Regions from separate parts of the Sus scrofa genome. Here all the other regions are linked to region 2. Evidence: chromatin contacts called from public HiChIP or PLAC-seq and promoter capture Hi-C data. All regions are on one chromosome and are shown on one strand. The core of a region is the stretch at or near the end of the contact, and the rest is flanking DNA. Distances in the headings are between cores, read along the strand shown. Region 1 holds the start of DERL1 (derlin 1). Region 2 has its middle 43 kb from the start of ZHX2. Region 3 overlaps DERL1 (derlin 1).

Region 1 (3,422 bases), core at 446-2,945, 290 kb after region 2:
TCCAGATGGCTAAGGTGCAGCCAAAAAAAAAAGAGCCTCTGGGCAGAGGACTGACAGAACATGATTTATGTTCTAAGAGGATCACTCTAGCTCTGTAGAGAAAAGACTGAAAGGAACAGGGCTGGTATGACAATGGCTTGCATTGGAGAACAAAAAAGGACTGTATTCTGAATATTTACTTGAAGTAAATCTGCTAAGAGACTGTGGGATGTTTGAGACGTCAAGGATGACTCCATGACTATTAGCTTAAGCTCCTGCAATGCTGAAGTTGCTATTTACTTCAGCGAAAAGGGCATTGTTTTACACTCATGAAGTTTGATTTGTCTATTAGTCATCTCAGTGGTAATTTCAAGTCTACAGCTGGATGTACAAGTTTGGAAGTGAGACAGCTCTGGACAAAGAGGTGTATTTGTATTTGAGAATCTTCAGTTTATAGAAATTATTTAAAGCCATTAAGCTAAATGAGATCACCTACAGCTAGGGAGACTCTGAAGAGTCCTGGGGCACATCACAACATTTAAAGGTCAGGAAGGTAAGGAACCAGCAAGGGAGACTAAGAAATGGCCAGTGACGACTGCAAAGACAAAAGAGTGTTAAACAAAGTCCAAAGGATGTGTTGAAATTAATTTCTGATCTTGGTATCTGACCTGCCTCCAGGTCAGGTCTGATGAAAGATTTAAATCACAGAATCCAGTGAATAAAGATAACCTCCAGAAAACTAATATTCTCTTGTCAGGAATGTTACTCTGGGCTGTTTCCTTCATGCTTAAGAAAAAACCAAGACAAAAACAAACAGGGCCTTCCATTTCTGGAGCAATTTACTCTTTACTCAGTCCTTTATAAATTCAACTACTACCTGCCAGAGCCAAGGAGACACACAAATAAACAAACTCACTCTTCGCACCTCTGTCTTCAAATCACTCCTGCCAGGGAAGAAACGCCATCAACATACAAAAGACTCAGCTGGCTGTTGGGCAAGCCGTGGTCCACATGCCATCCACGTGGGTGGCAGAGGGAGCTCAGAGGGCCATACTCCAGGTGGCCCCAGGCTGCTAATCACTGGCCTCCGACAGACTGACAAGTATTAGACTTACCTTCCCCACTGCCGCCTTCTCTGGGTACAGAGGGCGGGGAGCACAGACTTAACAGCATGGCGAAATCGGTCCCCTTCCATTGGGCCAAACCGAGGACTCTCCACGCCTCCAGCTATCCAGGCCCAGGCTCAGACTCCTTTGCCTCCACCTTATCCCTGGGCCACAGGACCCCGCCCTAAACCCCTGGAGCCGCCGCACTACAAATCCCACCAGACACCGCGCGTCCGCAACCGGCGGGTCTACGCTCCGCCGCTGCGGGGCCACCTGGGGCCTGTAGTTTCCACTTCCCCCATCGCCGGTCAATACCTGGAAGCGATAAAGGAAGGCTTCAGGCCAGAGGAAGAAATAGGCCGGGCTGATGAGACCGAGTTTGCCGACTAAGGGCACTGCAACGGTGGCGGCGAACCAATAGCGCGTGATAGCCGGGATACTCCTGAACCAGTCCCCGATGTCCGACATCTTCGCCTCGTCGTGGCCGGGATGTGCACAGCCGTCCGACTCCCGGTCCCGGCCCCCTCCGACGCGGCCTCCTGGGTGAGTGGAAGGTGTCGAGGCGGAGCCGCCCCAGCCCCGGTGCAGAAGGCGGAGACCCGCGGACGTGGCGCCACCGAATTCGGACGAGCGAGGGAGCGTTCGGCGGCGAACTTCCCCTTCCGGAGGCCGCAGACGACGTTAACCAGAAGTCCCGCCGCTTAAAGAGCTAGCAGGTTTTTACCACTGGAAGGAAGTTCGGAGCTTGGGGGCGGGGCCAGGCGGGGCGACAACACGACTGGTGGAAAACAGTGGTTGCCGGGAGCAACGACAAATACTCCAGCCAATGGCGAGGCTGAATGCCTTCTACCGGGTTCCTGCCTGATTTATAATCCAGGTGGGTACATTTTGTAGGGTAGTCAAAGGGAAAGGAGGAGGCAAAGTACAATGTAGTTCCTCTTTGTTCATTCGTTACGCAAATGTTTATTGAGAGCTTACCAAGTGCGACATAGGGTTCTAGACACCAGAGGTGCTGCAACTAGCAGAGTCGTTGTGGTACCTTCTCTCCTGGAGCTTACATACTAACAAAAATAACAGTGAATGAACAAATAATTGAACAATTTAAAGAGATAAGGAGAAAAAGGCAAATAAATTAGGAAGATGGGGATAGAGTGACTGCGTGGGAGTGGGGAAGTGTGGGGAGAGAAATCTGCTTTAGATGGGATTGGTCAGAGAGAACTCGGAGAAAGTGACCTTTGAGCACGCACACCCCAGCCCCCTGCAAAGATATGGGGAGTTTTCCATTCAGAGGAAACAGCCGCTCTGTGCACCAAAAAAAAAAAAAAAAAAAAAAAAAAAATGTTGACGGCCATTTCAGTAAACAAAGAATGCTGCCTTCCATTCCAGTAAAGTGAATGTTGCCTGCCGTCAAGTCATCAGCCACTGCAGCCACCATTCCAGTAAAGTGAATGTTGCCTGCCGTCAAGTCATCAGCCACTGCAGCCACCCGGATGGTGCACCCTAGAGGGATTCAGGAAGGAGAAAAAGAGGATACTGGCCCAGTTAAGATGCATATCTAAGTAATAATTTCAATGAGCCAGAATCTTGCATCTTCCCTTACACAAAAAAGCGCTAAAATCATTTAGATGTCTGATTTTTGTGATTAGCTGTAATATTTTGACACGTGACTACATGGTTTGTTTGTATTCAGCCAAAAATCCTATATATTCTGACTCCTCCCTTACCTCTTCAGAGCAGGTCCTCTGAGCTACCCGAGAGGCTGGGTCTGGGGCTATAGTCCTCAGTAAATTCCTTGAATAAAACTTAACTTGCGACTTAGATTGTGTGTTTTTCTTCAGTCAGCAATTCCAACTGGCTTGGAATTTTGGAGGAACTGAAAGCAGAAATGATCATGACTATTAATCTGGTTTATTGGGTAGGACTTAAGTTACAGATAGATGAAAATCCACCTTGTTTTTACCTTCTTTTTTAATATATTATTTTCCATTATGATCTATCCCAAGAGATTGCCTATATTTCCCTGTGCTATACAGTAGGACCTCATTGCTTATCCATTCTAAATGTAATAGTTTGCATCTACTAACCCCAAACTCCTAGATCTTCCCACCCCCTCCCTTCTCCTTCTTGGCAACTGCAAGTCTCTTCTCTATGTCTGTGAGTCTGTTGCTGTTTTGTAGATAGGTTCACTTGTGCCCTATATTAGATCCTACATATAAGTGATATTGTATGGTATTTGCCTTTCTCTTTCTGACTTACTTCATTTAGTATGATAACCTCTAGGTCCATCCACATTGCTGCAAATGGCATTATTCCATTCTTTTTTATGGCTGAGTAGTA
Region 2 (3,565 bases), core at 545-3,044:
TAACCACTCCAACTTCCTCCTCCTACAGGTATACCAGCCTACTTTTCAAAAACATAGGCTCTTTCCTGCCCAAGAGTCTTTGGGAGCCTTTGAACATTTTGTTCTTCCCACCTGGGTCCCACTCCACCTGAACCCGTTCCCCATACGGACCCAGTGATATAGCACTAAAATGGCCCGGTCCCCACCCCTCCCCCTCTCTCTATCGACACTCACCATTTGCTCTGATTTCACTGCACCCCGCCCCCCATCAGGAGTCTATACACCCTGTCCCTTGATTCTGGGCTAGAGATGGACCTGCTTTGGCCAATGGAGTTTTAGTACAAGTGACATTGTACCAGTTTTGAGCCTGGGTCTCAAGAGAGTTTGGATATTTCTCCTCTCTCTCTCTCTCAGACCCCTCCCAGGCACAAGCTCAGACCAGCCTGCTGGATGCTGAGACACACATGGACCAGTCTCCATCATCATCCCAGCCCACAACCAACCAATCCCTCAAAACAGAGCCCCCAAGCTGACCAGCATGTGACCACAGATGCAGGATGCTCTCCCGGGACCCGCTGAGACCAGAAGAACCACCCAGCAGAACCCAGCCCAAATTGCCAACTCAGCACATTTAAAAGCAAAGTAAGGGATCCCTCACGACATCCGAGTATTAATATCCACATGTCTGTGTGGAGGATTGATAGTATTTGTGCAGAGTTTTGCCAGCCATTCATGCAAAGAATTTTTTGATCAAACGATAAAGACAAATTTGGAATTCTTACTTTGTCTATTAATGTGTAGTTCAATCAACTATCTTCAAATTCATAGTAATAGGAGGGATATTATAATTTAAAAGTAAAAATAAAGGAAGTACTTAGACCTAAAAACCAAACAAAACTAAGTAATTGTTGGCTCAAGCCACTAAATCGAGGAGTGATTTGCCACACTGAAAAAAAAAAATAACTGGCACATACCCTCTCTAAGCTTCAGATTCCTCAATGATATGATGGAAATAATAAAAATAGGAATAATAAAAGCCGATTTCCTAAAATAAGTGTGAAGACTACATGAGATACTACTCCTAAAACACTGTGCTGCATTATTTCATAATTGTTAACTACATACCTGGTGATGATACTGGAGTTTTCACTTTGCCTCTCATCTGTAAATGCAGGAATAATGATATCTAATGAACAGGATTGTTGTGAAGAATTGAGAACATGTGTGTAATGTGCTTAGCACCGCTGCCGGCACAGAGCATCAATAAATGGCTATTACTGATGTGTTTTGTTCAATATTATCTCTGAGGATTCGCTTACAATCCACCACCATCATCACCTATCCTAACCCCTAAGCTTCAGTTTTCCTCCCCTTGATGATTAGACCTCAGTTCCCAGCCCTCAGCCTCACACTGGCGGACCCCCACAACCAGCACAGCCCCCATAGTAGGTGGAGGAGGCATCAGAACCCAGGTCAGGAAGGAGGTCACATTTCCTTCCTGGACTCCTTGAAGGTCAGCGCCCCCTGCGGACCTTCGCCACCAGGGGGCAGCCTCACCCTCCTGCCACGCAGAAAGCAGGACCGCCCTGTGGTTTCTCTTCTGTTTTTTGATCCCACCACCCACCCTGTCTGAGGGCCTAGGATTCGGGAAGCCCAAATGGGTCCTGTGGTGTGTGAGCCACACCCACACTGTGATCGATCACGGGTCCACACTCCACGATCCCTCCCAACTGGGGAGAGACCCCTCCCCCAACCAGCTTGCAGAGACACTGGTGGCGACGCTTCCCCAGCTCCGGGCAACCTCTCAACCTACGTGAGTGGTTTCATAATTCATGCCTGCCCATCAGTGGACAGATTTAGCCTGCTGCCTGCTGAGTCTGGAAATACTGAATATTAAAATATCCCAGACGCTCGCCCTTCTGACGCCCTCGCCTCTCAGATTCACAAGCAGTTGGTTGCACAAACAATGCCAGGGACACACACCAGGTTGTCAGTTGAGTAGATTTTGAGCGCTCCCACGTGTAACTTTCATGGAAACAGGGGAAGGCATATTCAGGACCACGGATTTGGGTGCATGACCTTGGACAAGTCCTGGTCCTCCTCTTCAGAGCCAGTGTATTTTCTCCTGCAGCACCTCACTGCAGAAGCTCTCCTGGGCCTTTTTGTAACACTATTGGCAAACCAGGGAAGCCAGAATCCTATTTGAAGGGTATCACTGAGCAATGTAAAGCAAAAGATCTGAAGAAACATTCTCCACCCACCTAGAACAGTCATAGAGAGTCTCCCAGGAATTAAAACTGACCAATATTTGAGGGTGCAGGAAGCAAAGAGAATATTTTATATTTGGTAAAGACAGGGGTGTGTGTGTGTGTGTGTGTGTGTGTGTGTGTGTGTGTGTGTGTCTCACACCCCCTTCCCAAAAGTCTAGCTGACTTGCCTCATGCACATCAAAGACTACCAAGTATTTCCAACCTTTGATGTTGAAATTTTAAAACTTCTACTAAAAGAATTTCTAGGCTGATACACACACCTCTGCTATTATCCAGTAATGACCAGTGGCAAAAGTGGGTTTGGGATTCCAGGGAAGGAGGCTGGGAATAGAGAAAGAGATTTCTCCTTCTGTCCTGACAGTTTCATTCTTTCCTCCACTAGGAATCTGGGGAGTCCCTACAGCAGGCTCCCAGCACCGAGCAGAATAGGAAGGAGCTGAAGTTGCCTCCCAGTGTGCGTGATCTACTGAAGGAGGCAAGAAAGATGGGGGATGACGTCCAGGCGACCAAAAAAGCCTATGCTTAGATAACTTGGCATCACAACCTTAGCAGGCAACAGCAGAGGGTCTGAAATTCCTTTGCAACACATTCGGGGAAAAGGCAGCCCAGGCTGGAGTGTGTTGTACAAGGAAGAGCCAGGCCAGCAGACCTGGATTCAAGTTCTGGCTGTGCCATTCACAATGGGGACCTCGGATGATGTATGGATTCCCTCTGGAGCCTCAGTTTCTTCATCTGTGAGATGGGAGTAACCACAACCACTTCAGAGGCTTGCCCTGAGGATTCATCAGGCTTCCTTTTAGGGACGGTCCCCACCAGTGCTTTGTTTGGAAGTGTATCTGGGACTTACGAGACTCTCGGCTTGAAGATGATTTAATTACAGCTGATGGATAAATTGCTTGTTGGATCAGTAAACAGACTAAGTATGATGACTAGTTACACCCAGGGGGCTCTGTCAGGGGATGACTAGTTACACCCAGGGGGCTCTGTCCACACACCTCCCTCACTGAGAAGGTCAAAACATTCTCTTTTCAGAGGTGCCCGGCCAGGAATCCAGGAATATTCATTGGCCTGGAATGAGAAACCAAATGAGAATTGAGACTAAGCATTGCTCCCCACACACGCCACATAGCAGAGACACGCACACACACACACACACCCCTCAACACAAACCTTCTCCGCTTCTCTCCCCGGCCTCAGAGAGCTCTGAAAGGTGGTCACGCCTAAACCCCTCAGCAGCTGGCACAAGTCTTCTCAGCGGCAACTCTACAGCAGGGTCAAGGCCAGAAACAAGTGGAGATGAAAAGAGAAAGACTCTT
Region 3 (3,724 bases), core at 810-3,309, 260 kb after region 2:
ATGCAAGTAATTAGTATAAAAAGATACCCAATTATACATAATCAACAAAGATTTATGGTAATTTCAAAGCAGTTACTGCCTGTGCAAGGAGCTACATTTTGTCATCTGATCTTTATGCAAAATTTAACAGAAGGGCTTCTACCAACGGGGAAAGCTCAAGGGGAAGACGGACGCCAGCGTGCTGTTGATTTTGCCACTAGACTCCCATAGACGTTCTTGTCCACAACCGAGAAATCTCTCCAAGCCATGAAGACGACGGCCTTTTAAAGTAAAATCACCCTCGGCTGTCCCCACAAAGCAACAAGTGTTTGTTTTTTTTAATTGATGCATCTGCCATCCCACCTGATAAACCAAGATGAAAAATCCAAACCTGCTGTGATCGTGTGCTTTGACAATTACAAAGCAGATCGGTCATCTGGGTTTGGGAAGGCGACTCAAGGCTTGGAAGGGAAATGAATCTCTTTTTACGTTTTTAATGAAAAAAATAAAACCAGCAGTTCCTGCTGTGGCGCAGTGGGGTCAAGAATCTGACTGCAGTGGCTCGGGTCACAGAAGAGGTGCAGGTTTGATCCCTGGCTCCGGGCAGTGGGTTAAAGGATCCAGTATTGATATCTGCAGCTCGGATTCAATCCCTGGCCAGGGAACTTCCATATGCTGCAGGTGTGGCCATTTAAAAAAACAAACCTTCCAATACATACATACACACACACACACACACACACACACGCAGGCACGCAGGCACGCGCACACACACCAACAGTATCTCACACACACGTACAACAACAGTGTACTTCCCTGTTTGTATATTTTATCTCAAGAAGTCTTTCAAAAACCTTCCTCTAACCTAGGAAAGAGGGGTGGAGGGGTGCCTACTCAAGTTGTACTGCCCTCATTGGCCCCTTGGAAGAATGACAAACTGCAAAACATTAATATGAGCAGGACATGAAAATGGTTTTTCGCTTTTTTTTTTTTTTTTTTTAAGCTTTTAAATGCAAGCTATTATCGCATATGCACGAGTGGAGATGAGGCGTGATTGTGAGGCCGGCGGTGACACCCAGATGGCAATGTCACTGGTCCCTTCCTCAGCAGCCTTTCGCTTCACTGACAGAGGGGTCACACCGCTTACAGGCTTAAGCGTGTCAGCATCTCTTTGAGCTCGTGGGAAGCCCGTCCTCCCAGCCCCAACTTCAGGAGCGAGGCTGAGAGCCTGCATTTGCAGAATGCCCACTGCGGTGCAGGTCTCACCTCCTGCACGTCTCACCTCCTGCAGGGCCTCCCCCCGACTCACGGACCTGGAGCATTTACTCCGTCACTTCCCCAGTATCAAAGTTGGTACAGGAGGGGAACAGGACTCCAGGCCAGGTCTGCCCCCAAACCAAAGCTGGGCCCTCGGCATCCTGACCTTTGCACATCCTGCGGGGAGACAGGGTACAAGAACAGCCTCCGGGGCAGGACTATACATGCCTCGGGTCTCTGTGTGTAACTCTGAAAAGTCCTTTCAGGATTCTAGCCTAGGGAATTCCTGCTGTGGCTCAGCAGTAACAAAGCTGACCAGTATCCATGAGGACGCAGGTTCAAGCCCTGGCCTTGCTCCGTGAGTTAAGGATCCAGCATTTGCTGTGGTATAGGTCACAGTTTCAGCTCAGATCCAGCATTGCTGTGGCTGTGGTATAGGCCGGCAGCTGTAGCTCCGATTCAACCCCTAGCCTGGGAACTTCAACATGCCGCAGGTATGGCCCTAAAAAGCAAAAAAAAAAAAAAAAAAAGCATTCTAATCTCTACTACTGAATACACAAATTGTTTTAGGCTGCTAACAATGAGCCCACTTACCCTCTTACCCCTTCCTCAGCCAAAATCTTGGCTAAAACCGTGGTCACCCTGTCACCCTGGTCCCTTGCTGTGCACACAGGTGCCTGCCTGCTCAGCAGGGCCCTCAGCTCCCTGAGATGCCAGAATCTGGGCTCAGTGGCCCCTGGCTACCAGGGCTCCAGGAGGCCAGGCCGAGGCCTTGAGCCCTGGCTTCCTGTGCCTGTGTGACCCGGGCAACGCCCTTGTTGGCTTGTATTCTTCCATCAGACAAAGAGGGAAATCCTACCCCTCAGGGAGTTTTTATCAGGGCGCAGAAGAACTTGGGCGGTTAAAACGATTGCTGAAAAAGAGGAAGAAACACTTACAAAAACTGAGGCGTGGACAGAAAGTTTCTTCCTCCCAAGTCCATTGGGTATCTGAACATGAGGAAGAAATAAAGGTGTCCAACGAGATTTCCGATAAGCTCGTTGATGACCCTGCGGACAGAAAGCCAAGAGTTTAAAGACGGTCGAGTAGTAAAGTGAGAGGCCCCAAGTTTTAACTAAGAGCACAGGGCTCAGATCCTTCGAGACCGCCCATTTCTGGGCCCTGGGAGTCGGTGACAGCTCGACAGTGAGCCCTGTCATCGTCTGAGTGGCGAACGCATCCTGAATGAGACGGGACGTCCATCCTGCTGGACCAGCGCGGCCTGTGCTCTTCAAGGCCAGCTGCTCCTCTGACATCTCTTTCAAGCCCCAGCCCATCCTCAAAATACGGTTTTTGCTACTTCCGGCCTCCAAGGTTGGGGGAGCTGCAAAGCAAGCTTCTGAATGCTACCAGATGTGAACACCGCATTTGCAAAATGGCAGATGTGAGGGCGGGCAAGAGAGACGCAGGGACGGAAAGGAGGGAGCGTCCATGTCCACTCCCCTCTTCCAGACACGGACCCAGGGCTCATTTGCCTTTGCCCTTGTGTCCCTGACTGTGAGACATCATAGCGATCACCTTGGAAAGCTGACCTTCACCTTGTAATCCTGGATTCACAGATCCACTCCTACATAGCCTCCCGTCTTCACCTCTAGGGGACTCCTGTTGTAGGAAATCAGTGTCTACACCTCCTCCCAGACCTGACTGCTCTTCTGGCCGCAGGGCAGTTCTACCGAGCTTGCTCTGCTCTAAACAGAGTCTGTGTACTCGACTCATTCCCTCCCTCCTATGGATGCAGTTCAAGTCAGGACCACACGGAGCAAAGACGTCAGGTGTATTAAGCACTAGTACTATCATAAAACCGAAACAGACTCACAGACACAGCAAATAAACGTATGGCTACCAAAGCGGGGGGAGATGGGAGGGAGAAGCATAAATGAGGAGTTTGGGATTAGCAGATACAAACGACTCTATAAAAAATACATCAACAAGATCCCACCGGAGAGCACAAGGGACTGTATTCAGTATCTTGTGATAAGCCATAATGGAAAAGAATACCAAAAAATGTATGTACATGTATATATATGTATGTATGCATAACTGAATCACTTTGCTGTATAACAGAAACTAACACAACACTGTCAATCAACTACACTTCAATTTTTAAACAGAATCTTAAAAGGACTAGCACTATGAAAATCTATTTTAAAAACATAAAAAAACATCGTGTAATGTCAGAAAGAGGAGTTCTTAGAATAGCTGCATCTTGAAATCCTCCTAAAATTTTGACTGGATGCATTCAAGGTTTTCTTAAGTCTCAGGTCTAATTCCAGATAAGAAATCTGACCCTGTTTCATCAAAACTTCTGTACTATCAAACCGCTGACAAAACTACTCCCCACCTGATCTGAGGAGTTTCCATAGGCATTCTGGAATATGCCTTAAGAATAAAAAAACAGGGAGTTCCCTGGTGGCCTAGCGGTTAAGGGCCCAGCTTTAACCATTTTGGC

Evidence for each region. Promoter capture Hi-C pulls out the DNA fragments that hold promoters and counts their contacts. HiChIP or PLAC-seq counts read pairs in DNA pulled down with a chosen protein or histone mark.
Region 1: a promoter capture Hi-C map of liver shows a contact between it and region 2, with 4 times the contacts expected there. The contact joins the promoter of DERL1 here to the enhancer-like site in region 2. A contact is called at or near these places in 1 of 5 promoter capture datasets (liver), 6 of 47 Hi-C or Micro-C datasets (alveolar macrophages, liver, omental adipose tissue and 3 more) and 2 of 2 datasets of contacts at active chromatin or transcription factors (alveolar macrophages and skeletal muscle).
Region 3: a contact with region 2 is called in an H3K27ac HiChIP or PLAC-seq map of alveolar macrophages. The contact joins two enhancer-like sites. A contact is called at or near these places in 17 of 47 Hi-C or Micro-C datasets (alveolar macrophages, blood, embryonic fibroblasts and 10 more) and 2 of 2 datasets of contacts at active chromatin or transcription factors (alveolar macrophages and skeletal muscle).

The regions. Positions count from the first base shown.
Region 1 is chr4:16,308,680-16,312,101 of Sscrofa11.1, reverse strand. DERL1 (derlin 1) reads right to left here and starts at 1,695. Exons shown (of 8, transcript NM_001244479.1): 1 at 1,401-1,695. The coding sequence starts at 1,553.
Region 2 is chr4:16,594,885-16,598,449 of Sscrofa11.1, reverse strand. No RefSeq gene overlaps it. Among named protein-coding and RNA genes, the nearest start is that of ZHX2, 43 kb to the right of the region's middle. Within about 2 kb of position 1,794, at least 25 of the 83 cell types and tissues checked have an H3K27ac peak or open chromatin away from gene starts, as enhancers often do. A contact at or near this core is called in alveolar macrophages, liver, omental adipose tissue and 2 more, where this site is marked.
Region 3 is chr4:16,333,821-16,337,544 of Sscrofa11.1, reverse strand. DERL1 (derlin 1) reads right to left here. Exons shown (of 8, transcript NM_001244479.1): 7 at 2,175-2,285. Among named protein-coding and RNA genes, the nearest start is that of DERL1, 25 kb to the right of the region's middle. Within about 2 kb of position 2,059, at least 2 of the 83 cell types and tissues checked have an H3K27ac peak or open chromatin away from gene starts, as enhancers often do. A contact at or near this core is called in alveolar macrophages and retroperitoneal adipose tissue, where this site is marked.